Regions from separate parts of the Columba livia genome. Here region 1 is linked to region 2. Evidence: chromatin contacts called from public Hi-C data. All regions are on one chromosome and are shown on one strand. Each heading gives the region's core, a stretch centred on a gene start, on an enhancer-like site or on the middle of the called end of the contact. The rest is flanking DNA. Distances are from core to core; before and after follow the strand shown.

Region 1 (4,546 bases), core at 1,022-3,521, 220 kb before region 2:
AACAATCTGAAATGTAACACAACTATAGGGAGTGAATAGGTATTTTTAAATAGTGAAAATACATCAGGTTTTGAGAACTTTTAAGTTTTTGAAAACTTTTTTTCATTTTTTTTCATTGGTGTAGTACTAGGGGTAAAATGTGCTGAAGCGTTCAACTATAAAATACAGACATAGTTCTGTACCAAAGTCAGATATACCCACATGCATATAGTAATGTGCTCTCATACACATGGATCAGATGCAAGTAACAGAGTTTGGCTTCATGTTTGCAAATTACATTTTTTCTTCCCCTCCTTCCCTGAAAATTCAACTATTGTAATGCAAGCCCTATTAGATTTTCTACTTATTATTAACCTGGGGGCCCTCCAGCCTCCTCCCTACTCTCTTTCTTATTCGTTTTTATACTCCTGACCCGATGCAATCTGCCTGCAGGGGCAAATACAGTTATCTCCTTCTAAATTAAAATTGTAACTCATTTGGTACAGTTTACACAAGGCCTCAGCTTTGACACATGCAATTACTATGAACATAGAAGGAACATGATTGCTGAGAGCCACCAGAAATAGAGTTTAATCAGAAAACATGGAGTTGTTCCAATAGATTTATAATTTCACCACTTGCTATTCTTTTGTGTTCCTGAGTGTTCAGATAATTAGATACACTGGGTTTTTTGCTTCCCAAGAGGACAGGGAAAGCAAAATTCCTACTTTTACATTAACAAGATGAAATTATAATACACACAATCCATAACTTTTTTGTTGAAATGACAAATTCATACAACATTAATTTTAGTACTTACAAAATGTTACAAATAATTCGTTCTGTAATATCATTGTGTATCTCATAATGTAGACTTACGTGAATTAATTACCCATTCAGATGGATCACCCAGTCTGACAGCCTTTACTCATATAAGTACCCCTAGGTAGCTCACCTCACCTATCTTAGAAGGCAACTTTTTTAGATAGGCCTTTAAAATATAAAGTTCACATTTTGTGCCACTGTTAGGGAATGATCTTCTGGTATAGTGAATCAGATCGCAGATCTGTAAAAAAACTGAGATGTTACAAAGGTAGACTCATAGCCCCGTCTGATCTCTGTGCCTCAAGCTCATCTCTGAAAAATGAATTTTAAGTGTTTTTGATCTAGTTCAGTGAAACATGGAGTTGAATCAACAAAGACACAGCACTCTCTGTTAAATAGAAAGGAAGATGCAGACTTCAAATGCATGCTGCTTTGCATGATGGCATTACATTCTTTGAGGATAAGGATGTTCACAACTTGATTGTTTTTACAAATAAAAGCATCTGAACAGAAAATATAAATGGACACACGCAACATTGCAGGGATTTGCAGTCTTTTTACTGGGGCCTGGATGCATTCACTTTAATTATACTTTGATATCAAGTTTCGAAGGCTGATGGATGGGCCTCTGGGAGGACTAAGGGTCAAGTAAGGAGTAAGGTTACAGAAAAGGGTTACAGAAAGTACTTCGGGTAAAGAAAACGCATGGCTGGCGATGTGCGCTGCAGGACAAATGTGGTCCTGGAGCTCTGGCTGCATTTTCAAGAGGCCACCTGCTTTCTATTATATTTCTCCTTTTATGTTAGCCATTAATTTTGCTGCCACAGGCACAATTCATACTCACAAGGTTGGAGGCTCAGACAGGAGCAGCTGCTGTTTCAAATGGCTCTACTCCATTCCCAAGACAGCCAACTCAGCTGCAACAACATCAGTGACCTGTATACACCAAATTCACCAAAAGATAGACTATCCCCTCCTTGACATACTCTTTTCTTCTGGATACATAACAGCAAGGCAAATTCATTAGGCTGGAAGGAAAAAAATGCAAGTGAGACAAAGCTACGGAAAGAAAGAATCTGGGGGGGGGGGTGGGGAAGGGGAGGAGGGGTATTGAGGTTGTCAATCTCTCTGAAACAAACTGCTTGGTCTAGAAGCTTTTCTGGGTGAGTAAACTCTAATTTAGGTAACAGTGATAGTTACCAAATCTATAAAAAGATGTCAAAATAGAGACGTCCAGCAGAGACATGCAGTGCCATCATGTTTGTTTAAGTCTGAGATGGCTGAGTCCAGCTCCACAGGCAGATTTATTTCAATTGCCCCCAGGAACATGCTCTGAGCCACTGGGATGCTCTGCCCTTCAGGCAGCTCGCACAACCCCAGACCTCTTTCTGGAACCCCACATTTGATGGGGTTTGTGGTGGGAAGGCAAAGCACCTGCAGAGACAGCTCAGATCATAGTGAGTTTATGAGCTGAGTCACAGTCCTGGGCAAACCATGCTGCCTTTTTTTTTAATTCCCCAAGCCCATTTGGTTTCATCTCAGACAGTCTGGGAAAATCCAGCCCAGGGATCCTTGCACCACATTTCCAGAACCAGATGATGCAGCTCAAAGCATCCTAGGGCTGTTATAAGCACAGATGTTGAATTGCATTGATGCTGGAACAAGAATACAAGGAGTCAGGAGCCCACAGCCAGGAGCAGGGTCAGGGAAGAGGTTGGGGACAGAAAAGGACCACAGCAGCCCTGAGCACTCTGCCTTATGTCGCAGGGGAAACACCCCCTGAATCAGCTGAAATTTCATCATGCCCCCATGCACCAGAGAGAGTAAGGGCTTGGGAGCAGCACTCCAGTAACATATGGGGACAGCGAGGGCTCACAGTGAGTGATTTTGCAATATCCTGAATGGCAGAGGGACTGAATGTTCCCTGTCTCATCCTGTACAAGCTGCAAAAGCCATTAAGTCAGTTTAGTAGCAGCCACATTCAAAACAAAGAGAAGCAAGCAGCTCAGCAGACAGGGGAGCTGAGAAACTCCTCACCCAAGAGACCACAGCTGCAAGAAATCTGGTGGGGCTCAAAGGGAGGCTGCAGGAGCTCTTAAAAGATCCTGAGTGTTATAAATGAGATCACAGCAGACTCAAGAAATACCCTCAGCCAGGGAAGTTTGAAAAGGGAAGTATTTTATAGATTTGCTTTTATTGTTCCCAAACCATCTGCTCTTGGACACTGTTGGAGACGGGATAATGGATTAGTTGGCCCAAGATCCATACCAGCACAGCCATTCCTCTGCTTTTAAGACTGATAAATCCTACCAGCTTCCAGATAGCAGCTGCTGGGAGATTTCCAAGGCTGGAGCTAAACTGCTGTGTTCGAAAATATGCCCAATCTCTTTTTTTAACCTGTTTCCCCTCTCCACAACATCTTGTAACAATGAATTCTAAACTTTGTAAATAAAATGTGTCTAAAGGCATTCCATCTTAGTTACTTTAAATATGCCACTTGGCACCTTCATTGAAAGAGCTCTACTTGCCACATTCCTAGAAAATGCTTAAAAAGTAAGGGATTTTTATCATATTCTTTCTCATACATGCATACAGCTCTTTTCTAGCTTGAAACATTTATTTATATTTATTTATAACTCAGCACAAAATTATTTTCATAAAATGTTAGAAAATGCATATCTTAGGAAGTAGCTTTGAGAGTTTAATGTCAAATCTATTATAGAAAAAGCATAGGAATTTGATGAACACTTATTTCTATATTTCTATTCTTTGCACTTCCTTTTATGGTCTTCCATTGCACTGTTCTTTCACTGAATACATTTGCACCATACTCTTCTTCACCCCTCTGTCCTTGTTCAGATATTTACAAGCACATAAACTGAATCCAAGGGAGCAGGTTAGAACACTGAGTGCTGTAATGCGAATGTGAAAACACCAAATATTAAGTATAGCAGTGGAGAATCCAGAGCACTTATAAAGAAGGGATCATGTAAAGGGATATGCTGTACTTTTACAATTGCCATGAAAATTGATAGTAACAGTGGCTAAATAGGAATGACAATAGAATTAAAACACTTCTGTAACTCATTTGATTTGTGACTCTAGACTTAAACTATTCTCCTGTGTTTGTAAATAGAGATAAAAGAAAACATATATACTTCTAGCGTATAGACAAAATCTGTTACCCACTAGAAACAGTTCAAATTATTCGTTGGATTAGGGTAGGTTTCCACTAGATGGTGCTCCTGGCTTTAGCAAAGCCATAACCAGATTAACCTGCTGCAATGCAAGGGCAGGAGCAAGTTGTTTCATGGACTGGTGAACCAACAAAAATCAAGTGTCTTCTTGCAGAGCTCAATTCACCTTCCCAGATTCCCAGGCTGCAGTAATTTTGCTCTTTCCTCGTGTTTTCTAAGAACTCACAAGCATGACATTTTCAGTTTTATTCTCCTTTTTCTACAACTTCTCCTCCCAGTAACCCTCAGCCCCTTGCCATGTCCCTAGCTACACGATGGCAGCGTGCCTTGGCCAAGCAGCCTTCCCACAGTAGGGACTGCCCTCCCTGCCTCATGCCTTACTTCAGATGCAGGATTTCACACAGCCTGGAGAATGCCTCTGAGATGTTTTTTGCAAAGCAGGCTCATGCAGAAACACCATCTCTCAGAAAGCCACTTAAGTAAAAAATATGTATAGACATATTGTGTAGCTTTTTTTATCTGGTTATCTTCATTCTTGCTGCAAT
Region 2 (4,645 bases), core at 494-2,993:
ATGAGAAAGAAAAATAATTGCCACCAAAGGCTAAATTAAAACAGAGTATTGACAGACACACACAAGGAATTCATAAATCTTCACCAACATCCGTCATAAAACCATGGTCCATACCAAGTTCTTTGCGTTTGTTTGATGTTCATTTTCCAGCTGCATTTCATGTGGCTAGAACATGAGGGAAAGAAAAGATAGACAGAAAAGCAGAAAAGTGTCTGTAAATCAATCCTGGGAAACAAGGCATGTCCACTTTCTAAGACCAAGCAGAAGAACCTGAGAAGCCAATGAGTGCCAGGAATTTTAGAGATAACCATCCACTTTTTCAAATGAAAATTGTCACACATGGAAAGGGGGTTATGATTTTTTGAGTGTGTGTGCCTTGTAATGCTTTTGTAACAAGAGTTCACTGTGATGCGAATGATCTTGTTTGCACTGCAAAATCTAAACACCAGCTCATGTTATAAAAATATCCATGTTAAAAGCATTTCTTCTTGCAACTGAGTCATCCGTTGTGAAACGTGCCTGAGTTTGTGCAATCAGCTCACTACAGAGCCCTCCTTGGTCCCTACTCTAACTAGGAAGAGCGATTTTTAAACATCTCACTGTGTATACTTAATGAAAATCACTTTGAAATACTGTTCCTTAAGCCATAAGTTTTCTGTCAAGGTCAAACTTCACAAAAGAACAAACCATTTTTACACATATTCCAGAGTAAAATGCAGATAACAAGTAGATAGTGGGCAGAAAAGACTGTCAGAAAATGAGAAATTTGTGTGGTCATATTTAAGCAATGGTTCAGCTCAAGGTAATTTTAAAAACAAACAGCAAAACCATGAAAGAAAATTTTAATATGATCCTTCAGTCCTAACCTGAACCCTAAGGAGTCACAGTGAATTATGTGGTAAACAGCATACATTTGGATTTCGAACTACTTAATAACATCAACTTCTAAAAAACATATTCTTACTGTCAATTACTTTCATGCCGTTACTCCTATCACAAATTACACAGACATTGACCCTACAGTTGCTATACAAAGCAGCCCCAAAACAACGAAAATCCTACTATGAAAAGATCATTTGGGATCATGATCAGAATCATACTCTCAAGTAGTTTGTTAATGTTTTGAAATAGACATTCTATATATGTGATAAAGTAACATTAGTTTAAGATTGAGGAAACATATTGTGTAGATGACAGTGCAAGACTGATTTGATCAATCTAGTGTCCTGAAATAAAACCCATTCCTTCTTTTTTTCCATCACTAGCATGACTTCAGTGGGTGTTCATAACCTGTGAAATAACCTTCTCCATAAGACAGTCCTGTAGAGATGAACATCCCTGTTCTTACAAGAACCAAACAGTTCTAAACATACTCCGTTATTTGTTTCCCAAAAGAGAGATTAAATCTAGTTTAGAGCCAAAATTAGTAAAGATATATTAGAGACATACCTCCACCGTGGCTCTGACACAAATATGGAAACCGCCAGACATTTCCTAAGCCCACACAAAACCCTACGCACGTCAGCATATACTGAGCCTTGTTATCCCATTTTGGTCTGGAGTCTGCCTCTTCTTTCTCAAGGACCTCAAGTTCTGCATGAGAAGGTATCCTGTCCTCCAGGCCACGATTGGGCAACTGGAGCTTCACCATATTTTTAATTTTCTGACTGGAAACACTGCTCCAGTGAGGAGATAATGAAACAGGCAGCTGGTTAGAAATCTGCAGAAAAACAAAGCATCTATTTGCTGTCTTCAGCTATATATAGTGAACCTTTGACACTAAACTCAAAAGAGCAGGCTTGTGGCAAAAAGAAGCGTCAGCAAATAATTCAATTGACCAAGTCAGCTCTGACACTTATTAAAGCTTTATCTGTCAAGGTTTTATGGAACAGGCTGTTCATCTAGTAGAAGACATTGATTTCAGCTAACGTAATTGGGGACATAATTTGGCTATAAACTCTAATCACCAATAAGGTTATGAAACACCCCTTGCCACTCCTCTGTTTAAACTCATTTAAATACATATATAGCCCTAGCAAATATGGAGCAAAAAAAATTCCACTGGCCTCAGGATGAATATAGAGGTTTCGTACTATTTTTTATCAGGAAGATAAACTGCTTGTGAATCACCACCACATTCTGTTTCCCGCAATGTATGCTTACAAAATTGTATGTTTCATGATAATTACTGGAGTATGTTCTTCCTTCTCTGTAAGAGATCCTACTGTACTAAAAGCTCTGACAAAAAGGATGGAGAATGAAAGAGATTATAAGATCTGACCTTTAAAATCATAAGCATAATCTGCTTACCTGAATGTCTCTAATCATTATAGAACAAGATCTGGAGAACATAACATCTTTCTTGTAAATGGACTTGAAAGCAAAGGTCCCTTCACCTTTTCAATGACCCTATGATACACTGGTCAAATATACATTAAAAAAAAAAAAAGGTTAACAAATATCACAGATTTTACTCACATCCTTGTTCTTTCATTATAGTTATTATAAGACTTCCAGTTGTACCTCAGTGATATTAAAAGTTAAGTACATGCCACTAAAAACTATATATAAAATCTAACATCGTATATATCGTAAGAAAGAATTTTGTTGGCTAAACCTGACAGGCTCATTGCATACCATGATACAGGGTGGTCAAACTAAAGAACTAGAAGGGAGCTTGTAAGTCCAGCCCCTGCCGAAGAAGGTGAACACACCACAGCATCCCTTTGCAACCTCATCACATTGACTCAAATTGATTTTTTATAGTCCCTGTTTCTAAAAGGCTGGTCTAGAATTTCAGTCCTCTTACACCCCAAGAAGGTTGTTAATTACCTCTTGAATAGAAAAGTTGCAAAAAAAGCCTTCATCCTTCATCTGGACAACTATATACAGTAACCCAGATGGATTTTTCCTGTGCCTTGTAATCAAGTATTAATATTCCCTTAGCTTTACTTGAGGAATCTCTATCAGTCTGCCTAGCAATAGCACTTGCCTTATTCATGACCCTGTCAGCTCTGCAGATGAGCTGTCTCCTGATTAAACACTGGATCAACACCTTTCCTCTCCTTTGGTGATTCCAACTAATAGTTCATAGCTTGCAGCAGAATTTCTTTTTCTAAGTTACCCAAAGCATATTTTAAATTTCACCCAGTTACTGCTACTGTAGTACATTGAGCTATTCAGTTCTTCCTGTTATTTTTTTCAGCATGGTGAATACTTATGAGCTGTGCAATGAGCATTTCAGTAACATGCCACTACTTTTTGTTCTTAGTCATTACTGAAAGACTGACAAAAGACTGTTCCTAAGCTGATCCTTGAGGAACTGCTTTAGTAACCTTTCCTTAGACCACCATTTCTGCTTTCAGCACAGCTTACCCTTATCATCAAATCTTTACCTAGTTCTGTGTTCACTCTATATCTCCTATTTAGCTCACCTAATACATTCAGTTGTGATCAAGTAGCAACTGCTTTACTGAAGTCCAAAAAGACTACATTTACAGTACTTCCCTTGCCTAGAAAAATCAATTTTCACTTACAAATGCCAAGCTCTTCAACTTCCAATTTTGGAGAAAGACATTGACCTAGTGGTCAGTAGCAAGAAACTGCATGGTCCAGGAGCTCACAACTCATCTGTGATATTATTCTGCCTCCTGAATCATTGGAAGATAATCCTTGTATTCATGCTGTCAGGAATATGAGGCAGTAATAAAGAGCAGACAGAAGACAAACAGGAAAACCCAACATCCCCCTCTAATTTATTGTGTCATATTTCTATATTCCCTGACTTGTAGGCTTTGCAAAGTTGTATGTAGAGCCTCTATCAACAATTGAATCGGATCATGATTACATAATATCCAGATGACATTTCTTACAGCTACAACCTAGTGACTCTAGGTAATCAGAAGTCTTTGACAATTAAGATTCTGCATATAATTTATTGAACCTAAAAGAACATGTTTCTTCTTAAGCACAGTGCAAACTGACATGAAAGGAATGAACGTAGCTTTCTTTGAGAATCAAATTATATGAGGCCAAATCAATATGATATGAAATAAATTCACACTTGTGTTAGGATTATCTGAAAATTTCTCTCTGATAAGTTTCATGTACAAACAGTTTCTATCACAATCCAGAAATACCTTCCAGACTGCATTCTACTGATATAATCCAAAATAACTTTCCAGAGTTTATCTTACTTTGGCAATGCCATATTCCAGTGGTTGTTAGCTATCTATCAGTTGTTAAATATTTGCAGAAGCAAATATGCTGTTATAGCATCTAGCTCAAATTTCTTTATCAGCGTAATCACGTGGCTAATGATCTTGGAAGCCACAGCACCTTTTTCTGAAGGATCTGCGGTAGCAATAACACCAGCTTGAACATGACCGCAGTTGCACTCAGGGGTTGTCTCTATTGCCACCCTGTGGACTTGGACAAACAAGCTGGGGCTGCTTGCAGTAATCAGTCGCTCGCTTATTTGACAGAGCTCTTGCCTTTGCTCTAAGGGAAACTTCTCGTCCAAGTAACACGAAGCTTACATTTGGCACATCCCACAGGGTTTGTTATGGCTAATAAACATCTACGAAATCAATCCTTCCATAATATAGGCTGGTAAACAAGACACATCTTGCAAATTGCTAATTGC

Evidence for each region. A called contact is a pair of places that touch in the nucleus more often than the background predicts.
Region 1: a contact with region 2 is called in a Hi-C map of crop, with 6 times the contacts expected there. The contact joins the enhancer-like site here to the promoter of LOC102092964 in region 2. A contact is called at or near these places in 2 of 2 Hi-C or Micro-C datasets (crop and liver).

The regions. Positions count from the first base shown.
Region 1 is chr2:95,241,031-95,245,576 of bColLiv1.pat.W.v2, reverse strand. No RefSeq gene overlaps it. Among named protein-coding and RNA genes, the nearest start is that of LPCAT1, 16 kb to the right of the region's middle. Within about 2 kb of position 2,271, at least 2 of the 3 cell types and tissues checked have an H3K27ac peak away from gene starts, as active enhancers do.
Region 2 is chr2:95,018,112-95,022,756 of bColLiv1.pat.W.v2, reverse strand. It overlaps LOC102092964 (sodium-dependent neutral amino acid transporter B(0)AT1), which reads right to left and starts at 1,743. Exons shown (of 12, transcript XM_005509991.4): 1 at 1,450-1,743. The coding sequence starts at 1,651.